Linked DNA regions of Ovis aries: region 1 is linked to region 2. Evidence: chromatin contacts called from public Hi-C data. All regions are on one chromosome and are shown on one strand. The core of a region is the stretch at or near the end of the contact, and the rest is flanking DNA. Distances in the headings are between cores, read along the strand shown.

The links. A called contact is a pair of places that touch in the nucleus more often than the background predicts.
Region 1: a contact with region 2 is called in a Hi-C map of tail adipose tissue, with 4 times the contacts expected there. The contact joins the enhancer-like site here to the promoter of SIAE in region 2. A contact is called at or near these places in 11 of 16 Hi-C or Micro-C datasets (blood, hypothalamus, liver and 4 more).

What each region holds. Positions count from the first base shown.
Region 1 is chr21:25,747,638-25,755,432 of ARS-UI_Ramb_v3.0, forward strand. No RefSeq gene overlaps it. Among named protein-coding and RNA genes, the nearest start is that of MSANTD2, 25 kb to the left of the region's middle. Within about 2 kb of position 4,609, at least 7 of the 54 cell types and tissues checked have an H3K27ac peak or open chromatin away from gene starts, as enhancers often do. A contact at or near this core is called in tail adipose tissue, where this site is marked.
Region 2 is chr21:25,605,251-25,612,414 of ARS-UI_Ramb_v3.0, forward strand. SIAE (sialic acid acetylesterase) reads right to left here and starts at 3,466. Exons shown (of 10, transcript XM_060404243.1): 1 at 3,359-3,466. It overlaps SPA17 (sperm autoantigenic protein 17), which reads left to right and starts at 3,622. Exons shown (of 5, transcript NM_001009738.1): 1 at 3,622-3,684; 2 at 4,773-4,953. The coding sequence starts at 4,800.

The DNA of each region.
Region 1 (7,795 bases), core at 3,359-5,858, 140 kb after region 2:
GCCTACAAGAGGGCAGGGTCCTGATTGTAGGAGTTAGTAATTGGCTTAAGAACAAATTTGTTTAGAGGCAACAGACTAAATGTTCCATAAAAGTGGAGTGGAGATTTGATCCAGGGGTATGTTTCTAACTTTAGGAGAAGGGTGGTAAGGGTTTGGGCCCAAACGGCCTGCAGGGCTAACTCCCAAAGTGGCAAACATTATCCCTGGAAGCCCAATTGCCTTTGAAGGGAGGCCAGCAGATGGACTTCTAGCAGGCACTGTGTGCCTGGCGCCCGCCCTAGTGAGTTTACTGGGAGATGCTGGTACTGCACATGTCGTAGGAATCATGGAAGACGCAGGGCCGAATATCTAGAGGTGTTGGATATTATACGGTATTTCCCTCCCAAGGGCCAGCTGTTTTCTGGTTGTTCCTCCAGAAGACTGTAGAGGCAACATTGTGGGCCGGATGGGGCTCAGGAAAAGAGCACGAAACCGGAGGGAAGCGGGCAGAGCACAGGGGCGTAATGTAAACCGATTCAAGTGAACCTTAATCTCCAATTTGTAAACCAAAAGACACACCCAGAGGTAGCAGGACAGCTCTAAGGCAATGTCAAAAGACAGAGGAGTGACTGGTTCCCCAATGGTTGGGATGATCTTCCCCTCATCAGCATATGAATTCACCTCGAGTGAAAAAGTTGGCTTAAAACTCAACATTCAGAAAATGAAGATCATGGCATCCGGTCCCATCACTTCATGGGAAATAGATGGAGAAACAGTGGAAACAGTGTCAGACTTTATTTTGGGGGGCTCCAAAATCACTGCAGATGGTGACTGCAGCCATGAAATTAAAAGACACTTACTCCTTGGTAGAAAAGTTATGACCAACCTAGACAGTATATTCAAAAGCAGAGACATTATTTTGCCGACTAAGGTCCGCCTAGTCAAGGCTATGGTTTTTCCTGTGGTCATGTATGGATGTGAGAGTTGGACTGTGAAGAAGGCTGAGTGCCGAAGAATTGATGCGTTTGAACTGTGGTGTTGGAGAAGACTCTTGACGGTCCCTTGGACTGCAAGGAGATCCAAACAGTCCATTCTGAAGGAGATCAATCCTGGGATTTCTTTGGAAGGAATGATGCTAAAGCTGAAGCTCCAGTACTTTGGACACCTCATGTGAAGAGTTGACTCATTGGAAAAGATTCTGATGCTGGGAGGGATTGGGGGCAGGGGGAGAAGGGGGCAACCCAGGATGAGATGGCTGGATGGCATCACGGACTCGATGGACCTGAGTCTGAGTGAACTCCGGGAGATGGTGATGGACAGGGAGGCCTGGCATGCTGCGATTAATGGGATCGCAAAGAGTCAGACATGACTGAGTGACTGAACTGAACTGAACTGAACTGAGCAAAACCTAGCCAGGCCACATTCCTTGGCCCAAGCCCTTGCCCTCAGCTATGGCCCACATCCAGAAGAGTGTGCTTCTCTGTGAATCCTAACAAATCCACCTCTTATCGCTTTGTCTCTCACTGAATTTTTGCAATGAGACGTCAGAGCCTGAGCTTCATTAGGTCTTGAAGCCAGGCCTCCTGGGTTTTGGCCGGGCTCGAGTCCCAGAAGAGAGCTAAAGGACAGGAGGAAAAAGCAGTGGGAAAAATGTGCCAAGGGATCCTCTTCATAACCTGCCGGAAAATCTGCTAAGGAGGAGCCTGGTAGGCTACAGTCCACGGGGCCGCAAGGAGTTGGACACCGCTGAGCTACTTCACTTCACTTCACCTGACCTGTGCTCACAGTTTTCATTGGCCTGATCCTTGGCACAGAGAAGAGTAAGGACAGAAGAACTCCCACCAGCTTGGGTAACAGCTACTGAGGCCCAGCAGATAGTGCCTTTGGGACATGCCAAAGAGGACCCTCTCCAGAGTCCCTCAGTTGCGCCCACTGCCGCCTGTTCGGGGGGCAGGTAAAATGTTGGTTTGGATGAGTCTAGCCATTCACATTGATTAACAGTATCTCAGTAAAAGTGGATTTTTGAAAGAATATTTATTTATTTATTTTTGGCTGTGCTGGGTTTTCCTTGTTGCGCGGACTTAGCTGTAGCAAGCAGGGGCTACTCTCTAGGTTACGGTGCACAGGCTTCTCTTTGTGGTGGCTTCTACTGTTGGGGACCATGGCTTTAGGGCATGTGGGCTTTAGTAGTCGCAACACGTGGGCTCAGTAGTTGTGGTTCCCGGGCTTAGCTGCTCTGAGGCACGTGGGATCTTCCCAGACCAGGGATCGAACCTGTGCCCTCTGAATTGGGAGGTGGATTCTCAACCACTAGACAGACCACCAGGGAAGCCCCAAAGTGCGTTTTCTTTGAGCCTCATTTTTGTGTGAGAGTCAAGACAATATGACATTCCATAAGTGTAGATGTGAACACAATTTTATTTATTGATGGTCATTAATGGCCTATAACCAGGGCATAACCTCCCAGGTAAATATTTAACTTTGGAGCATTAGTAGATGACTCACTAACTTTTAACATTATTTTCCCCTTATATCAATCTCCTATTACGTTTGTAGCTTTTAAGTCCATAAACACAGACACAGGTACAAATAAATTCACATATATGTGACAGTTTACATAAAGCCTTCCTAGTGCAAAGGGGGGTTGTTAGTTTTACATCTCAAATTAGTTCCTGCTACCCCCGCAACTAAAGCAAATTTCTCTGTGGAAAAAAAGTTTCTAAGCATGGTCTATTAATTGTTCTAATGGATTTTCAATGAGAGGTGAAGTATCCTGCTATGTGCCCTGTGGGTATTCCATAAACATGGGTTTGACTGACTCTGTTAACAATCCACAGAGAAAAACTCCCAAATGTGCGCTATTTCAATTATCTAATTTCTTCCCTCACAGTCTCTGTCTTTAGTGCAAGATTTCTATAAACATTTAAGATGACGAGGGTAGCTGCTGCAGAGTCAGGGAACTGCCCACTGAAGCTTTCTGGGCTATGAGTTTAGTTAAAGTGGTCATTATTAGCTGGGATTTACACATCCCCAGGCCTTGGACTTCAAGGAGATCAAACCAGTCAATCCTAAAGGAAATCAACTCTGAATATTCATTGGAAAGACTGATGCTGAAGCTGAAGCTCCAATACTTTGGCCACAAGATGAGGAGAGTTGACTCATTAGAAAAGACCCTGATGCTGGGAAAGACTGAGGGCAAATGGAGAAGGGGACGAAAGGATGAGATGGTCAGGTGGCATCACTGACCCAATGGACACGAGCTTGAGCAAGCTCAGGGAGATAGTGAAGGACAGGGAAGCCTGGGGTGCTGCAATTCATGAGGTCACAGAGAGTCAGACATGACTTGGCAATTGAACAACAGTGCTCAAGCTGATGAGCTGAGGGTGATGTCCCACCTGCGTTTGAGAACATGACAATGGTATAGCAACTTCCTGTTTTCTTTCTTTTTTAAACTAATTTTTATTGGAGTACGATGTTGTGTTCATTTCTACTGTACAGCAAGATCAATCAATCATACATGTACATACATCCCCTCCCTTTTGAATTTCCTTCCCATTCAGGTCACCACAGAGCATTAAGTAGAGTTCCCTGTGCCAGACAGTAGGTTCTCATCAGTTATTCATTTTATACATAGTATCAATACTATATATGTGTCAATCCCAATCTCACAACTTCCTGTTTCCTGTGTAGGTACAGATCTGCTCTGACTCCAGCCCTGAGGTGGGTACTATTATATTCTCAGTATCTGTTGCACATACAACTGAGATTAAAACAGTGCATGAAACAGAATCTTCACCTGCTCTTCTCCCAAAACATTCATTGAGCTCTCCTGTAAGACACTGTGTATCTATTTTAACACACATATGAATATTCTTGGGCTTCCCTGGTGGCTGAGTGGTAAAGAATCCACCTGTCAATGTAGGAGACGTGGGGTTCGATCCTTGGGTCAAGACAATCCCTTAGAGGAGATAAGGCAACCCACGCCAGTATTCTTGACTGGGAAATCCCATGGACAGAGGAGCCTGGTGGGCTATAGTCCTTGAGATCTCAAAGAGTCGGACACAACTTAGTGACTGAACAACAACAATGTATATTCTTGCTATGAGCATGTAATTTGCTAAAGTTACTGTGTGATTTAGGTTTTGTAACATGTTGAGTATCATCTGAGGGAGGGTCATGATCACCTGGGAGAGACCATCCTGTGTCCATTAGACAGAAAACTGGAATTTAGTAAGAAGATTCCAGAGTGGACTTTAGAGTTAAAATAAAGTGGTCATTTTAATAATTTGAGGAAGATTCACTACCAGCAAGAGAAAAAGAACTCTTGGGTGGTAGGAAATAGAGGTTGACTGCCAGAGGGTCCTGGGAGGAAGAAGCCAAGCCCTGGGCCTTGAAGTGGGTCAGAGCTGCCTCCTATGTAGAAACCTCTGGTCTGAAGTTACATTCTTTCCATTTTTCTTAGTTAAGTAACCCATTTTCTTACATCTAGAGCAGGGTGGACCTCTTTCCCAGAAGGAAAAACTAAGAAGTCTCAGAGAGCCCTTGAGGAAACTCAAGGGATCACTCAAGTACCTCGGCAGCTGTCACAGAGGTATTTTCCAGTAACTGCTCTTCCTGCTTCAGTTCCCAAGTCATTTAAGTAGAGAAACAGCCCTTTGTCCTGGTTCTGAGTGGAAAAATGTAGAGTATATAGGCCAGGCTCCAAGTCCAGGGTTAATTCTCATTGATTGGGCAAGGTCTGCCACCTGGTGGCAAGAAACAAAATGTCACCTGCTTTTCTCATCTAATTTCTTGCTCTACTGCTTTTAAAAAAAATCATATATATTAAAAATCATATACAATCATATATTTTACAAGGGCTTCCCTTGTGGCTCAGCTGATGAAGAATCCGTCTGCAGTTCAGAAGACCTGGGTTCAATCCCTGGGTTGGGAAGATCTCCTGGAAAAGGTGAAAGGCTACCCACTCCAGTATTCTGGCCTGGAAAATTTTGTGGACTCTTTAGTTCATGGGGTCACAGAGTCAGACGCAGCTGAGGTGACTCAACACATATTTTACAGAACCCATTCTCAGCCTCTAACTTGGGCTTGCTTCCTTAGCCACCAGCCAAATTCTCCTAATTTGATAATGATGCTGATATTTTGAACAGAATTTTTCAGCAAATATCTGGATCTTAAATCACTTTCATATTATTTTAGAACAGCTGGGAGAAGAAGCAAAGGTAAGAAGGAAGGGACTGGTAGGTGTTAGGATTCTCCTAAAGAAGAAAGCATTCATTCATTCATTCACCATCATCCATGGAGTTGAGCACCACTGAGCACGAAAAACCATGCTCATCAAAATAAAATGCCTTCCCATGGAAAAAAAAAAACCTGCAAATCAGTTTGCAAACAAAAATGTGTAAGATCACATCCCTGCACCTTTAGTGCCAAAGAGATGAACAGATGACCAAGCTAGGTTGGGAAAATAGGTAATTCTGGTTTTCACTGGAGGGTGCAGAGTTGTTTGAGTCCATTAGGGGGAGTGCTAAATCTCCAGACAAAAAACACATGCCCTAGGTTAATTCTGGAATATGCCCAGGATTGCTTGGGGATTTCAGTCTATCTATCCCTCACAGAAAGTAGATACCCCAGGACTCTGGGGACCTTGAACTTCCAATAATGTCTTCCAGCACTGCACACGATCACTTCTTTCCTCTTTCACCAGCCCTTACTTTTCCTTCCTTCCAGGCCAGTGGTCTCAGATTGTAGCCCCAGGCATCCCCACCACCATCACCTGGGAAACTTTTAGAAATGCAAATTCCCAGGCCCTGTGACTTCCCAGACTAAATACATCATAATCTCTGGCAATGTTTTTAAAACTGTTTATTATTTTCAGCTGCCCTGTATCATTGCTCTATGGGGGCTTTCTCTGGCTGTGGCAAGCCGGGGCTACTGTCTAGATGTGGTGCGCAGGCTTCTTCTTGCAGTGACTTCTCTTGCTGCTGAGCACGGGTTCTAGAGCACACAGGCTCAGTGGTTACAGCCCCAGGGCTCTAGGGCAGGGGCTCAGTAGTTGAGGCTCATGGGCTTAGTTGTTCTCAGGCATGTGGGATCTTTCCAGACCAGAAATCAAACCTATGTTCCCTGCATTGGCAAGTAGACTCTCAACCACTGGACCACCAGGGAAGTCCCTCTGGGAGTGGGTTTTTTTTTCCCCCTTGGCGTGTTTTTAACAAGCTCTCCAGGTGATTCTGATACATGCCAAAGTTTGAGAACCATGAGTCTATGAAACTATGCGGGTATGGACCAGGGAGACTGGTGGGGTGGAAGAGAAGAAGTGATGGTTCCTGCAAGAGGAGAGGAAGCAGAGAACATCTCTAAAGGGAGATGACACTGCACCACAGGGCCTTTTGCCAGCTCACCTTGGCACCAAGCTAAGACACTAGCCCCCGAATTTACCCTAGGACACATTGGTGACTATACCACCATCTTTAGACGCGGGCTCAGCCTTCGAATCATGCTACTCCAGAACAGTAGCTGCAGTGTTCAGGACTGATAAGATAAGCAAGGGCTGTGCCAGCCGACACTGTTTCAACTCTCTCCACTTCCGTCCAGATCCGCAACAGGTGCAACTCACCTCCTGGGCAGTGTGGTGCACCAGCAGGCCCCTGGCAGCACCCCCCTCACCCCCCCTCACCTCACGGGATACCTGGATTGAAAACTAACTCCATGAAACCCCAGGCAGCATCAGCAGCTTGCTCCCTCCTTGCGTGGGGAGAATACTACAGCGGGTCCTCTGGATTGCCTGGTTCTGCAGTCGCAGATTCCATCAATCCTGGATCGAAAATATTCAAAAAAAGAAATTTCTAGAAACCAAACCTTGACTTGCTTCAGGAAAGCAACTGTATACTTACATAGCATCTACCCTGTAGTAGGGGTTGTTGTGGGCTTCCCAAGTGGTACTATTGGTAAAGAACCTGCCTGCCAGTGCAGGAGACAGAAGAGATGTAGGTTGGATCCCTGGGTCAGAAAGATCCCCTGGAGGAGGGCATGGCAACCCACTCCAGTATTCTTGCCTGGAGAATCCCATGGACAGAGGAGCCTGGGGGAGGGTAGTGGCTACAGTCCAAAGAGTTTGACACGACTGAAGTGACTTAGCAAGCACGCATACAGGAGTTGTATTAGTTGTAGTCTAGTGATGATTTAAAGTATATAAGAGGATGTGCATAGGTGATATGCAAATACTAGGACATTTTATATAAGGGACTTGAGTGTCAGATTTTTGATATGGGGGTACTGGAGCCAATCCCCAGAGGATATCCAGGGAGGACCGTACTCACCAAAGGGAAATGCTATTTAAATGTACACAATCGAAGCACCTAAAGTCCCTAGAGCAGGGCAGGCATTGTTGCTCTTTAGCTGTTCAGTCCTGTCTGACTCTTTTGTGAGCCCATGGGCTGAAGCCTGCCAGGCCCCTCTGTCCTTGGGATTTCCCAAGAAAGAATGCTGGAGTCGGTTGCCATTTCCTTCCCCAAGGGATCTTCCCCACTCAGGGATGGAATCCACATCTCCTAACAATGCCAGAGGATTCCTTACCACTGAGCCACCTGGGAAGCCCTCAGGGCAGGCATTATTCCTTAGCGTTTTCCTGCCCTTGGTTCCTACTCTCCCTGCACCCCAGCTGCCTGTGCCTCCCTACGTTGCTTTTAGTACAAAGTAAAAGTGAAAGTCGCTCAGTCGTGTCCATGGGATTCTCCAGGCCAGAATACTGGAGTGGATAGCGGCTCCCTTCTCCAGGCGATCTTCCCAACGGAGGGGTGGAACCCAGGTCACCCGC
Region 2 (7,164 bases), core at 2,216-4,715:
TAACAGGGCAGCAACATTAATGGGTCTCCTACACAGACTTGGTGGCCTATTTGTCCTGCACTTCAAATAACAGCCCAGTCCCTCAGCTCTCTCTTAGGAGCTTGTCCCATCATAAATCTACATGGCAATCAAAGATCATCCAGAAGACCCACTGGGCTGGAGATGCACAGCTACCAGAAGCAAAATGCTCTAAGATGAGACTACAACAGTCTAGAATTGCATAAGCACTTTTGGCAGCCTGCTGGAGGGAAGGGAAGAGGCGCATGTGTGGGAAGACCTAGTCTTGGGTAAGTACTTCAAATGGAACAAAACCTGAAAACCCAAGGCCTAAGAGCTAAGCAGAAAGAGGATGGGGTAGGGAAGAGATTGAAGAAAACTGGCTGCTGAAGGCGTTATTGTTGTTTAGTCACTAAGTCGTGTCAGACTCTTTTGTGACCCCGTGGATCATAGCCCACCAGGCTCCTCTGTCCACAGAATTTCCCAGACAAGAATACTGGAGGGGGCTGGCTGCAGGCCTGAGACCATGCAAATGAGGGGTCCTGGGTGTGTGCAGCCACCTGCTCAAACACTGGGGGAAAGTACCTTCCCCCACCCCCTCAGTTAGTCTGTTGTTGACCACACGCATCCGCTGAACCTGTTTGTGCACGACACTGTTCTGAGTTACAGAATTTTAGACATGGAAAGGATCTTTTACACCCTAGGGTAGAATCATGTTATTTACTCATCAACAGACTGAGGCCCAAGTAGATTAGGTAATTTTTTTAAATAATTTGCATATTATTTATTTCAACAAATATTTTAAGTTGCCCACTATGTTCACTTCATGGCAAATAGATGGGGAGACAGTTGAAACAGTGGCAGACTTTATTTTTCTGGACTCCAGAATCACTGCAGATGGTGATTGCAGCCATGAAATTAAAAGACGCTTACTCCTCGCAAGGAAAGTTATGACCAAACTAGACAGCATATTAAAAAGCAGAGACATTACTTTGTCAACAAAGATTCATCTAGTCAACGCTACAGTTTTTCCAGTGGTCATGATGTGAGAGTTGGATTATAAAGAAAGCTGAGCACTGAGGAATTGATGCTTTTGAACTGTGGTGTTGGAGAAGACTCTTGAGAGTCCCTTGGACTGCAAGTCCATCCTAAAGGAGATCAGTCCTGGGTGTTCATTGGCAGGACTGATGTTGCAGCTGAAACTCCAGTATTTTGGCCACCTGATGCAGAGAGCTGACTCATTTGAAAAGACCTTGATGCTGGGAAAGATTGAGGGCAGGAGGAGAAGGGGACGACAGAGGATAAGATGATTGGATGGCATCACCAACTCAATGGACATGGGTTTGGGTGGACTCCAGGAGTTGGTGATGGACAGGGAGGCCTGGTGTGCTGCGGTTCATGGGGTCGCAAAGAGTCGGACACAACTGAGGGGCTGAACTGACTATGTGCCATGGAGAAGGAAATGGCAACCCACTCCAGTATTCTTACCTGGAAAATCCCTTGGAGAGAGCAGCCTGGCGGGCTACAGTCCATGGAGTTGCAAAGAGTCAGACACGACTGAAGCAACTTAGCATGCACTATGTGCCAGGCACAATTTTAGGCACTGAGGATACAACTGGGAAAGCAGTGGGGGCAGGGAAGGCAGACAAAATTCCTTGCCAGCAGGAAGCTTACATTCTACTGGGGAGCTTAACTGTGGCAGGCAGAGAACTAGTCACGTGACAGATGTTAAACTTCTTTGGCTCCAAATCACACAGGTAGTTCAGGACAGGAAAGGAAATGAAGCCACTCGATTCCAAGATTACTGCAATCACTACTCTGCCACAGTTAGATACTGGTGGTAAAGCAAAGAAAGGTCACATTCCTTGTCGTTATAAAGCTCACATTCCAAGCTGACAACAGTAGACAGTGGTCCATTACCAAGGAATGGAGCAATGGACAAAACAGAACGAGAAAGGTGGTGGGACTGGTCAGTGTTTTTGTCAACTACAAGACCCTTAAGATTTGAATTTTTTGTTTTAGGTCTTCAATTTTTTCTTCATTTTGGTGTCAGAGTAGAAAAACAAGAATTAGTGTTCTGGGATGGTAAAAGTAGTCATTAAAAGATTGACACCATGAGGGCAGTGGTTACTTCTGGCTCCCTTGGGAAGGAATATCCTTGGAGTCTCAATAAAACTGCAACAGTCTAGCTCTTAAATTGTGTGTAAAGCCCTTGGGTGTTCATTTTATTGCTTCACTGCTACATATGTTCATGTACATTTCAAATATTACATGATAAACATGGGAAGAGAGGGAATGATTTGAAGAAGTCCGGATATGCAACCAAATACCAAGGAAAGAAAATCTAGAGCATCAATGAATGAAAAAATAAAGTCATTGTTAATGAAGGTTATGTAACAATATGACCCAAAGGCAAAGATAAATACTGATGTTACGGTTAACAGCCTTTAACATAAAAACTAATAATGGCCCTCTTTCCCTTCTCCCCACTTCATATACTGGACTCAAACGTCACTGTGTGGGGATGAATCAGGAAATGATACACAGAGGCTAGTTTACGCCTTTGTTAAACCCCGAAAACCCTTCATGAACTGCAGTTTGTCTTCATCTATGTACTTGGCAGATTCATACACAGAGCAAGAGTCCTTTTTCTGCACGCAGTCTGTTCTCCCACTTAAACTTTCTTTTCTGTGACCCAGCGTCCAGCCCGGGGTCAAACGACACGATATGACCAGAAAATAGTCAAAATGAGTCATCCTCCTCCCCAAGAAAACGGCTATTATCCCACTATCAATGCCCGCGAGCAGGAATCAAAGCTGAGTCTTAAATACTCCGAGCTGGTGAGGGGGCTCTGTCTTAGCCATCATCACCACTTAAACTAGTAAAGTTAATTCCCCCAAGGAATCCAACCCGGGGCAAACCCTCCCCAACGGTACCACTGAGGGGGCAGCACTGAAACGTTTTGGATGACTCAGTCACCCGTTTCCAAATATTATCTAACTAGCTTCGCCCCCTCCCCTTCGAGTTCCCCCGCAGTTCTTTAAAGACCCTGAGAGCCTCAGTCTGGGCACACCTGGGCCTCCCCTCCTGCGATAAACCCAACTCTCTCGCTGCCCCACGCAAGGCGTCATAAGGGCGCTGGAAGGGAGTGGAAGAAGCAGACGGGCCGGAGTTCCGGCCTAGCAGACACCTGCAACCTAGGCCTGTGCCGTAGAACCCGGTTCCTGCCCCGGGATCCTTGCCCGATCTAGAGAAGCAGGCGCCGGGGGCGGTCCTGCGGAGGACACGGAATCTCGGAGTCCTCGCAGGCCGACGGATGGGCAGGGGTCGGGCCGAGGGCGGCCTCCTCACCTGCACTTACGTGGGCCTGCAGGAATAACCGCAGCACCAGACCCAAGACAATTCCCGACGCAATCATGTCGGTAAGAAGCCGTCCCCGCCGCGCAGGCCTCGGGGCATGGACGCCAGCGAGGGCGGGGCCGCGGGGCGGGGCGGGGCGGAAAAAGCCTGACTCCGCCCTTCCCAGGCCAGTCAATTCGCGAAGCCGTCCGCGGCCGCTGGGCGGGCCCGTGCCTCTCTTCGGCCACCGTAGTGGAATGAGGGAGCGGGGACGGGGGAGGAAACGGTTTCCCGGCAACGAGAAAAAACAACCGGAACCATCGGCTCCAGCTCTGAGAGAACGGAGAGGTGAGGCGGTTTACCCCATTTCCTCTTCGAAATAGAGACCTCGCCTTTTCCCTTCGTCTCAGGTATTTTCTCAGGATCCGCTCCCGCAATCTGGGAAGCCGAGGTCAGGCTGGGAACCCAGTAGCCCATTCTGCGAGTCTGAAATCCGAGACCCTCGACGACCCGCCCCCCAGGAGACCTGTGGTCCCTCTCCGACCTCCCTCCACTCCTCACGTCGGTCTAGGGTTTCTTCCTCTTCACAACCAGTGATTCAATGCTTCACCTCCTGTTCCGTCAAAAAAAAAAAAAAGAAGAAGGAGAAGAAAGTCCACAGATTCGGCGTCATTAAGCCTTCTAGACCCCCACCGAGACCCCTACCACGACTTCCGGGCTTATTCGGCAGTAATGGTGTCACATACAGGCCAGGTCCCTGAGTGTTGTTTGCAGACTCAGTAGCCCAACCCGCTGCTTAGCAGCTATCCTTATCTGGCCCTTGTATGCTAAGAGAGAAAACAAAACAAACAAAAAAGTAAAAATCCCAAACCTTTTGAGGCTAGAATTGCTATGTCGTGACCTTGCCCCCAGCTCTCTCGGCCCGCTGCCTCTTCCACAAATAAAGAGATGCTTCGACGAGGCATCCTAGGTCATACTTCAGAAGTGAAAGCCAGGGAAACGACTCAAGTCCGAAACATATTCATTCGACAACTTAGAGTAGTTTCAATGACTTACTTTTTTTTTTTAAGACCTTAAACAGGGTTTTTTCCGGCAATTTAAGATGAATTTTTAGCAATCATTCTCTAAATTCCTGTGGGATAGGAAAAATTACCCTTTTAAAGGGAGAGAGGAGAAAGTACTTAGTATCATAGTGAAAATTTGTGATTTTTGTAATTTTTAAAAAATGATTTCACCTATTAAATATTTTTAATGTTCTAATAATGGAAAATTTCAAAAACTTTTTGGAAGAAATTGACGGACTTGGATTGTACTGGGGGGGGAAAGGGTTGAAGTCCAGAAATTTGGGTGTCTCAGAAATAATTTGAGGTCTTAATTGTGATTATTTGAGTGAAATGAGACAAATTTAAAGACAGAACTCTTTCATGCATCTCTAGGTACAGTAGACTGGTCCTCCCAAGGAGATGTCGATTCCGTTTTCCAACACCCACTACCGAATTCCACAAGGATTTGGAAATCTTCTTGAAGGGCTCACACGTGAGATTCTGAGGGAGCAACCGGACAATATACCAGCTTTTGCCGCAGCATATTTTGAGAATCTTCTAGAGAAAAGAGAAAGTAAGCTTTTTAAAAATAGGCTTTAAAAAAAAAAACAAGAGAGCGTGACTAAACGTTTGATTATGGTGAACTTGTTTAAGACCAACATCATTCCACAGAAATCCTTTATGAGGCAGGGAGCTTTCAACTAACAGTTCTTGTTATTTGAAACAGCCTTTGAGGGGCTTCCCAGGTGGCACTAGTGGTACAGTGCCAACTTTATACAGTAATACAGTAATACAGTAATACCGGAGAGTTAAAAGACACGGATTCGATCCCTGAGTTGGGAAGATCTCCTGGAAGAGGGCACGGCAACCCACTCTAGTAGTATCCCATGGACAGAGGAACCTGGCAGGCTACAGTCCATGGGGTCGCAAAGAGTCTGACACGACTGAAGTTGCTTAGAACGCACGCGGGTGCCTTGAATCACATTATTCACATTATTGAAGATTACCAGTTTATCACCCAGACCTGCTTTGTATTTCTCATGGACAGGTGGGGTGGAAGGGGGGCTCTTAAAAACACCCAGCCTAGCTCTTTTCCTGCATACTGTGCCTATGCCTCCCAGGCAGTTGACAGTCTCTTCTTCCCGGGAGGAGGGTTTGTGGTTTTCTTTATATTTTGACTCTCCTCACTTGAAAGTATTATTAAGTGTTGTAAAAAAAAGAATTTTATACTCAGATTAAATAAGTTGGTATTCGCAGGGGTATATGAAACTGTTCCTCAATAAAAGTACAGAGAAAAACTGCTTTGAAAAGTGAACTTCCAGCTTGGGAAAGTAATTTATATTCTTTTTCTGTATTTCCAAGGTCGCATACTGTCCAAAGACTAAGATTCATGCTAACTGTTCGGCTGAGAGCCAAAGCAGAGTTTCTTCACTTCCATAAGTAAAATTTCCAAATTCTCAGCTATTAAGTTTCTATTAAAAACCCTGACTAGAACAACCATTTTGTTTAAGCTGTTATCATTATGTTTGATAACAGTATTCCAACAGAGTAGTAAAGGTGCCCCAGGTGTGGCTCAAAGGCAAAGAATCCTGCTTACGCAGGAGACGCTGGTTTGGATTCCTGCATCAGGAAGATCGCCTGATGAAGGAAATGGCTCCCACTCCAGTATTATTGCCTGGGAAATCTTTGGACAGAGGAGTCTGGCAGGATACAGTTCATGGGGTCACAAAGAGACACAACTTAGTGGCTAAACAACAAGAAACAAATAGTCAAAGCAAATAAACATTCCATTTTAATCATTTTGCAGAGGGAGGAAACCTACCATGAGGCTTGAACTGAAATAACACCCATACACCCTACATGGCTCCACCTCCTTCTCCTCTTTGCTCTACCTTAACCAAGCTCAGAATCTCTGCCAATTTTCTGAATTGCTGGTCTTTTCCATTTCCGGTCAGTGTGAATATTTGTTACCCAATCTGGAACTTAATGCCACTAAAAAAATCTATTAAGAGAAATCATTTAGAGTAAGAGGTGAATTGCAATGAACATTAATTTTCTTATTATAACAATTTTACGAACACTTGACTAAAAAGTCTTTGTGTATTTGATTTTGGACCTCAGAAACATCCCATTACAAAACCATGGGAGTCATTTGTCACCAGATCATGATAATTAAAGTAACTGGTGATTCAGATTGATGGTCTCAGAATAAAAACTTTCTAGCTAATAAAAAATGGGTAAAACTATTTTGAAAAATGTTAAGTACCACACCCATTTCCACTCATATAAATGAGGTGATACAAGGATCAGAAGTTAGCCTTTCCAAAAAGACAGAAAAGAGTCCTCTAGCCTAGTCTCTCACAGAGTGCAAGAATTCCCTTGCCAGCATTCCTCATAAGTAATTACTCATCTTAATCTTGAAGATTTCTTTGTGACAGGAAATGTTTTAGTATATGACATAAAGTGGTATCAAACCTCTAGGGAAAAGGTGGGCTTTTATTAAATGATCTTGAGATAAAGATGTTAAAAGATTAAATTGGATCTATTTCTTACATCCTATACCAGGATAAAGTTTCAAATTGATCAGAGATTTAAACATTTTAAAAAATGAAACCATACAAATACTGGAAGAAAGTATGGATGAATTTCTCTGTAACATAAAAGAGGAAAAATTTTTGCAAGCTAAGTTACTATACGTTAAAAATCCAAAAGCAATTAAAGAAAATATTGATAAAATTGGCAACATAGAAATAGATTTTTACTTTTACAAAAATCACCACATGGA